Regions from separate parts of the Rattus norvegicus genome. Here region 2 is linked to region 1. The links are chromatin contacts, called in public Hi-C maps. All regions are on one chromosome and are shown on one strand. The core of a region is the stretch at or near the end of the contact, and the rest is flanking DNA. Distances in the headings are between cores, read along the strand shown.

Region 1 (2,674 bases), core at 115-2,614:
TGTGTGTGTATGTGTATGTGTGTATATGTGTGAGTGTATGAGAGTATGTGAGTGTGTGAGTGTGTGTGAGTGTGTAGGTATGTGTGTGTGAGCCTGTGTGAGAGTATGTGAGCATGTGTGTGAACATGTATGTGTATGTGTGTGAGTGTGTGTGTATGAGAGATTGTGAGTATATTTGTTTTTTTTTCTCTTAAAAAAGAAAAACTTATAGTTGGATGGGTAGAGGTGGTGGAGAATCTGGGAGGAGTTGGAGAAAAGAAACAATATGATCAGTGTATGTAATTCTCAAAAACTAAATTAATGTATTTTATAAGTATGTATCACACACATGCACACACATACTACGTTGTGATGTTCCTCCTCCATCTAATGAACACTTACTGAATACCACCGTGTGTCAGAGATATAGTATCTGGGGACAGAAATGTAAACAAGACAGAGTTCAATCCGAATGAGGCAGAAGGACAGACTGGACACACACAGCTTCTGCCGGCTGGCAGTAAATGCTTTAGAGACATCATGACAGTCGGTGAAGCAGCTGATCAAGGCAGGCGGTGGATGATGCATGGCCAATGGTAATGGAAGATCACCCTGAGGGGAAGTCATGTGAGTGAAGCCCTGGTAGGCCGTGTTGAGTGTGAGCAGGAAGTTTCAGGCAGGGCTATCAGCAAACCTGGGGACACATGGACAGACCAGTGAAGAATGTGCCCAGAAGGGCACTATGGTGTGAGGAGGTCAGAGACCAGACTGGAATGTTTAGAAGAGGGTGGACATTACACCAATCATTTTGATGGAAGCGCTATATATAAAACATGGGTGACCATCGTGGCTTACACAGAAAGGAGGGAGAGAACCTGTGGGGGCTTCCAGCAAGGTGGATGCAGAAGTAACCCAGACAGAGCAAACAAGAGTGCATCCAGTGGGGCATGGGGCATGGTGGTGTGTCCATGTAATTCCAGTACTCAGAGGCTAAGGGACGGAAACCATGAGCTCCAGGCCAACAGGGACAGCACAGTTAGACACTGTCTCAACAAAACAAAGTCATAAAACCTGTTAAAAATGAAATATCTGATCCCAGCCTGCCGTGGTGCCAGATGCCTTAATCCAAGCATTCCAGAGGCAGTGGCAGGTGAATCTCTGTGAGTTCAAGGCCAGACTGCTCTACGCAGTGAGTTTCATGATAGTCGAGGCTACATACAGACCCAACAACAACCAAAAAAGAGTCAAACAAACAAAATAAAAATGAGTTAATAGCCAAGCAAATTGTTAACATGCTGATTCCTTTTTCCACCTAGACACAAAACTAGACTACATTTCCCAGCCTTCCTTGTGGTTTGGGAGACATCACATGATTAAGTTCTGGCCAATGGACTGTTGGAAGAAATGAGGGCTTCTGCCAATGGCTGGACACACTCTGTTTGCATCACCATCTCTCTATTAAATGGAGAAAGGGATACATGATGCTTTGGAGAGGGAAACTTCACAGAGAGTAAAAGGAAGCCTCCCACTCCCAACCCCATGACCTGCTGCCCCTCCCAGATCAGAAGATCATCGTCCCCCTGAAAACCAAAAACTGAAGCAGCTGTGAGCCTGCCTTTCTATTCAGCACCTTATTGTTTGTTTTGTTTTGTGGCAATGACAGGGCTAAAGAGACCGCTCAGCAGGAAGATGAGACACAGAGCTGAGTCCGATCCCCGATCCCACAAGATGGCAGTAGAGACCTGACTCCTGAGCTGTCCCCTGACCTACACACACACACACACACACACACACACACACACACACACCGGCTTCAACAGGCACACCTCTGCACGTGCTCATGCACACACAATAATTATTTTTATAAAAAAAAGTCAATGACATGTGCATGCAGCAGAGTATCTAGGAAAGAAGCCACATACTGATGACTTCTGGCTAGTGGGTAATGTCTTATTTACTTGTAGTTTTTCCTTTGAAACATAAACTATTTAAAAAACAAAAAAAGTTTGTAGCTCCCATAGTCAGCACCACAAAGAACAAAACGGGAGGGGAGGAGGGGCCGTGGCGGGGGGTTTGGGAGGGAATCCAACTTTTACAAAAGTCTCAGCACAAACAAATGATAAGGAAAATGTTTAAAAAAGTAAGTCACGGGTCAAGGACCCATCCAGCTTGCTGCATTTCTAAAATGAATAAGCCCACTCTATCAAACAAACAAACAAACAAACAAACAAACCCAGAGGCTTTTGTCCTGTTTTGCCAAGTCACACAGATATAGCACTTCATTTTGGGATGAAATGAAATCTTAAACAGTAGGCAGCCAGCAGCTGGGAGATAGGGAGAGAGGAGAGAGCCTTTTATGGAACACTATTTACAAGCAGATGTTGTAAGAAAGCTCGCTCGCTCGCTTACTCGCTCACTTGCTCTCTGAAGTTTAAGCGAAGAGTGCCGCACTATAAAAATCATTTTTAAACAGTAAAGATTTCTTATCTTTGTTTTCTCAAAGTGACTAGCCTAAATGCAGATAAGCAGAGGTCCTCACAGAGCACGGAAGCAGGTAAAGGTATGTGACTAATGGACCACATGCCGTGGGCTGCAGGCTGAATGACTGTACTTTCTGAAGCATGTTATGACTTTCATAAAATCTATGCATGATATTTTGGTCCTTATTTATGACTTTAGTGGAATCAAATATTTG
Region 2 (2,674 bases), core at 84-2,583, 160 kb before region 1:
CGTTGGGTTGAAATGTGAGCCTTTCTTCCTTAAGTGGCTTTGGAGAGGTATTTTGTAACATAACAGCAGCCAGACAAATAATTAAAAGGACCGCATGAAGAGCTGCCTGCCCTCTTATTTGTGTTGTGACATAAAATGGGGATTTCATTTTTTGCTAAAACAGTCACACACTGGAGGACTTCCAAAGACAAACTCAGGGTCTATGTACGTGAATTCACATTTAGGTTTATGAACAACCACTTTCTCCAGTGACAGTCTCGAAGTGAAATTCAGGTGAGCTGGGCAGCAAGGAAGAGGCCAGGGCCCTCGGCCGTCTCTCCTACCTCCATGTCGTCCCTCTGCTCGCTGTTTTCTTCATCCTGACCTCCGTTTTTCGGCATGTAGGCCATTTTCAACCTCAAAAACCCCTTGACGCGTGATTTATGACTGCACACAGGAAGAGAACCAGTTGTAAAGGCTATGGCTTGTTTCCGTCCTCCTTGTTTAAGGTGTTTGCTGAAACTGTCCTCAGGGAAACCAATACTACAAACACTTACCCCTACACCCACTGGCAAGACTCATCCCTACACCCACCTGCAATCCTCACCCCTACACCCACCCACAAAACTCACCCTTACACCCACCTGCAAACATCTTCCCTACACCCACCGGCGAGCCTCACCCCTACACCCACCTGCAATCCTCATCCCTACAACCACCCTCAAAACTCACCCTTACACCCACTGGCAAGCCTTACCCCTACACCTACCCACCTTCTAGGTCGCAGGAGAAAATCCTTAAATGTATAGGGTCTCTCCATGGTTGGATCTTCTGTCTAGGGGAAAGAAAAATAAATTAGCAGAAAAGCAACAATTTCCTATTTTTGACACTCATCAGGAATATGAAGGATATATTCTTAGTACATGGCAAAGGTTAAAAAAAAAAAAAAAAAAGAGCTGGCTTGATTCACTGCACATCCTCTAGGCCCGCAGAAGTCTATCTAAGATCCACTAGATGTCACTATCTACATCAGGTTCTAGTAGTCAAGCCCAGCCAGAGACAAATGACAAAATTATAGCCACCATGGCCAAGTATAATTTCTAACTGCAGGGTATGGCCTCAATCTCCCAGAGTCGATTAACTTGGAAAACCGGCGGTCAGTGGTGCCTCATTATCCCTGAAGAAACCTAAACACAGAGTCAAACAGATCGCAAGGCCCAGCCTCGGGCTGCAACTTAATGCTGCATGTGAAAGGATCGAGTCATCAGCCTGACTGAGTCGATACCATCTCCCATACACAGTATCCGGGGAGCCCTCACCCCCATGCACAGTATCTGGGGAGCCCTCACCACCATGCACAGTATCCGGGGAGCCCTTACCACCATGCACAGTATTCGGGGAGCCCTCACCACCATGCACAGTATTTGGGGAGCCCTCACCCCTATGCACAGTATCCAGGGAGCCCTCACCCCCACGGGCTCATTTCATGAATCAGTGAGTGAAACCGGCCTCTGTGTTTCTTAGTCTGTCAACTTGACACAAACTAGAATCATCTGGAAAGAGGAAGCCCCAAGTGAGGAATCACCCCCATCGGATCAGCTTTTTAGCATGTCTGCCCAATATTACTTGATCAATGATTGCTGTGGGAGGGCCCAGCCTCCTGTTGGAAGTACCACCCTGGGCTGGTGGTCTCTGCTTCAGTTCCTGCCCTGGCTTCCCTCTATAATAAACCTCCCCTCCCGACACTGCTTTTGGTCCACGATGTTTATCACAGCAACAGAGAAGCAACCAACAGCACAGCATGAATGCTTATCCGGTAAGATGTTGGGATTCACTTTAACATGCAAAGTTGGTTGGCTAATAAAGCAGGGAATTGGGGAAAAATCTGTGCCGCTATTCTTTTTAAAATGTATATGGTCAAACCTGAAATACTTGATCCTGTCAAATTAATATGCAATCCAAAATATTTGCTTTTATAGGAAGAGAGGCAAACTAAAATACAATGATATATTATGTCAGGAGAATGAAGAGAGTATGTACTTACATTTGAATTCTGTTTATAGCCTTTCTTCCCAATGGCTTTCTGCTCTCTTATTCTCCCCCTTTTCCTGGTGCACATGTATTTGACTGTTTCTGTGCGATGGCCAAAGGACAACCTTGGGCACCGACTGCTTTTTTTTTCCTCTCTCACTGGCCTGATACTCGTTGATTAGGTTAGATACTCATTGATTAGGCTAGTGTGACAGATCAGAAACCCAGGGTGGGGGTGAGAGCATCTTCCTGTGCCTGCTTCCTCACTGTTAGAATTGTAAGGCAGACGGTTATAAACACATGTACACACTACAATGAGTTTTCATTTATTGGCTTTATATTTTTTCCTCAATATTCTTTGGTCATATCCTTTCCTGCTCCCTACAACTCCTCCTAGATTCTCTCTGTTTCTCTTCACACCCAATTCCCAGTTCTGCCTCTCTTAAGAAAGCCCTAAAATCAAAACGAACAAACCCTAAAGACAAAATAGACCAAATAAAGCCAAACCGAACCAAAAATGCACAGAATGTGTTTTGTGTTGGCCAGCTGCTCCTGAGCACGGGCCTACCCTGGAGAGCGGTTGAGATGCCCAGTGTTGCTCCAGTGGAGAAAGCTGGCTTTCTCTTTCCCAGCAGGCGTCACACTTGGCTAGGGGCTGGCTTCA

What was found. Hi-C and Micro-C count contacts between places; a contact is called where the count stands out from the background.
Region 2: a contact with region 1 is called in a Hi-C map of Schwann cells, with 3 times the contacts expected there. The contact joins two enhancer-like sites. A contact is called at or near these places in 1 of 12 Hi-C or Micro-C datasets (Schwann cells) and 1 of 1 datasets of contacts at active chromatin or transcription factors (oligodendrocytes).

Annotation. Positions count from the first base shown.
Region 1 is chr18:60,762,956-60,765,629 of GRCr8, reverse strand. All of the region lies in intron 1 of Nedd4l (NEDD4 like E3 ubiquitin protein ligase), which reads right to left. Among named protein-coding and RNA genes, the nearest start is that of Nedd4l, 100 kb to the right of the region's middle. Within about 2 kb of position 1,364, at least 46 of the 93 cell types and tissues checked have an H3K27ac peak or open chromatin away from gene starts, as enhancers often do. A contact at or near this core is called in Schwann cells, where this site is marked.
Region 2 is chr18:60,924,725-60,927,398 of GRCr8, reverse strand. It overlaps Nedd4l (NEDD4 like E3 ubiquitin protein ligase), which reads right to left. Exons shown (of 31, transcript NM_001401320.1): 7 at 753-814; 8 at 324-426. Among named protein-coding and RNA genes, the nearest start is that of Mir122, 100 kb to the left of the region's middle. Within about 2 kb of position 1,333, at least 2 of the 93 cell types and tissues checked have an H3K27ac peak or open chromatin away from gene starts, as enhancers often do. A contact at or near this core is called in Schwann cells, where this site is marked.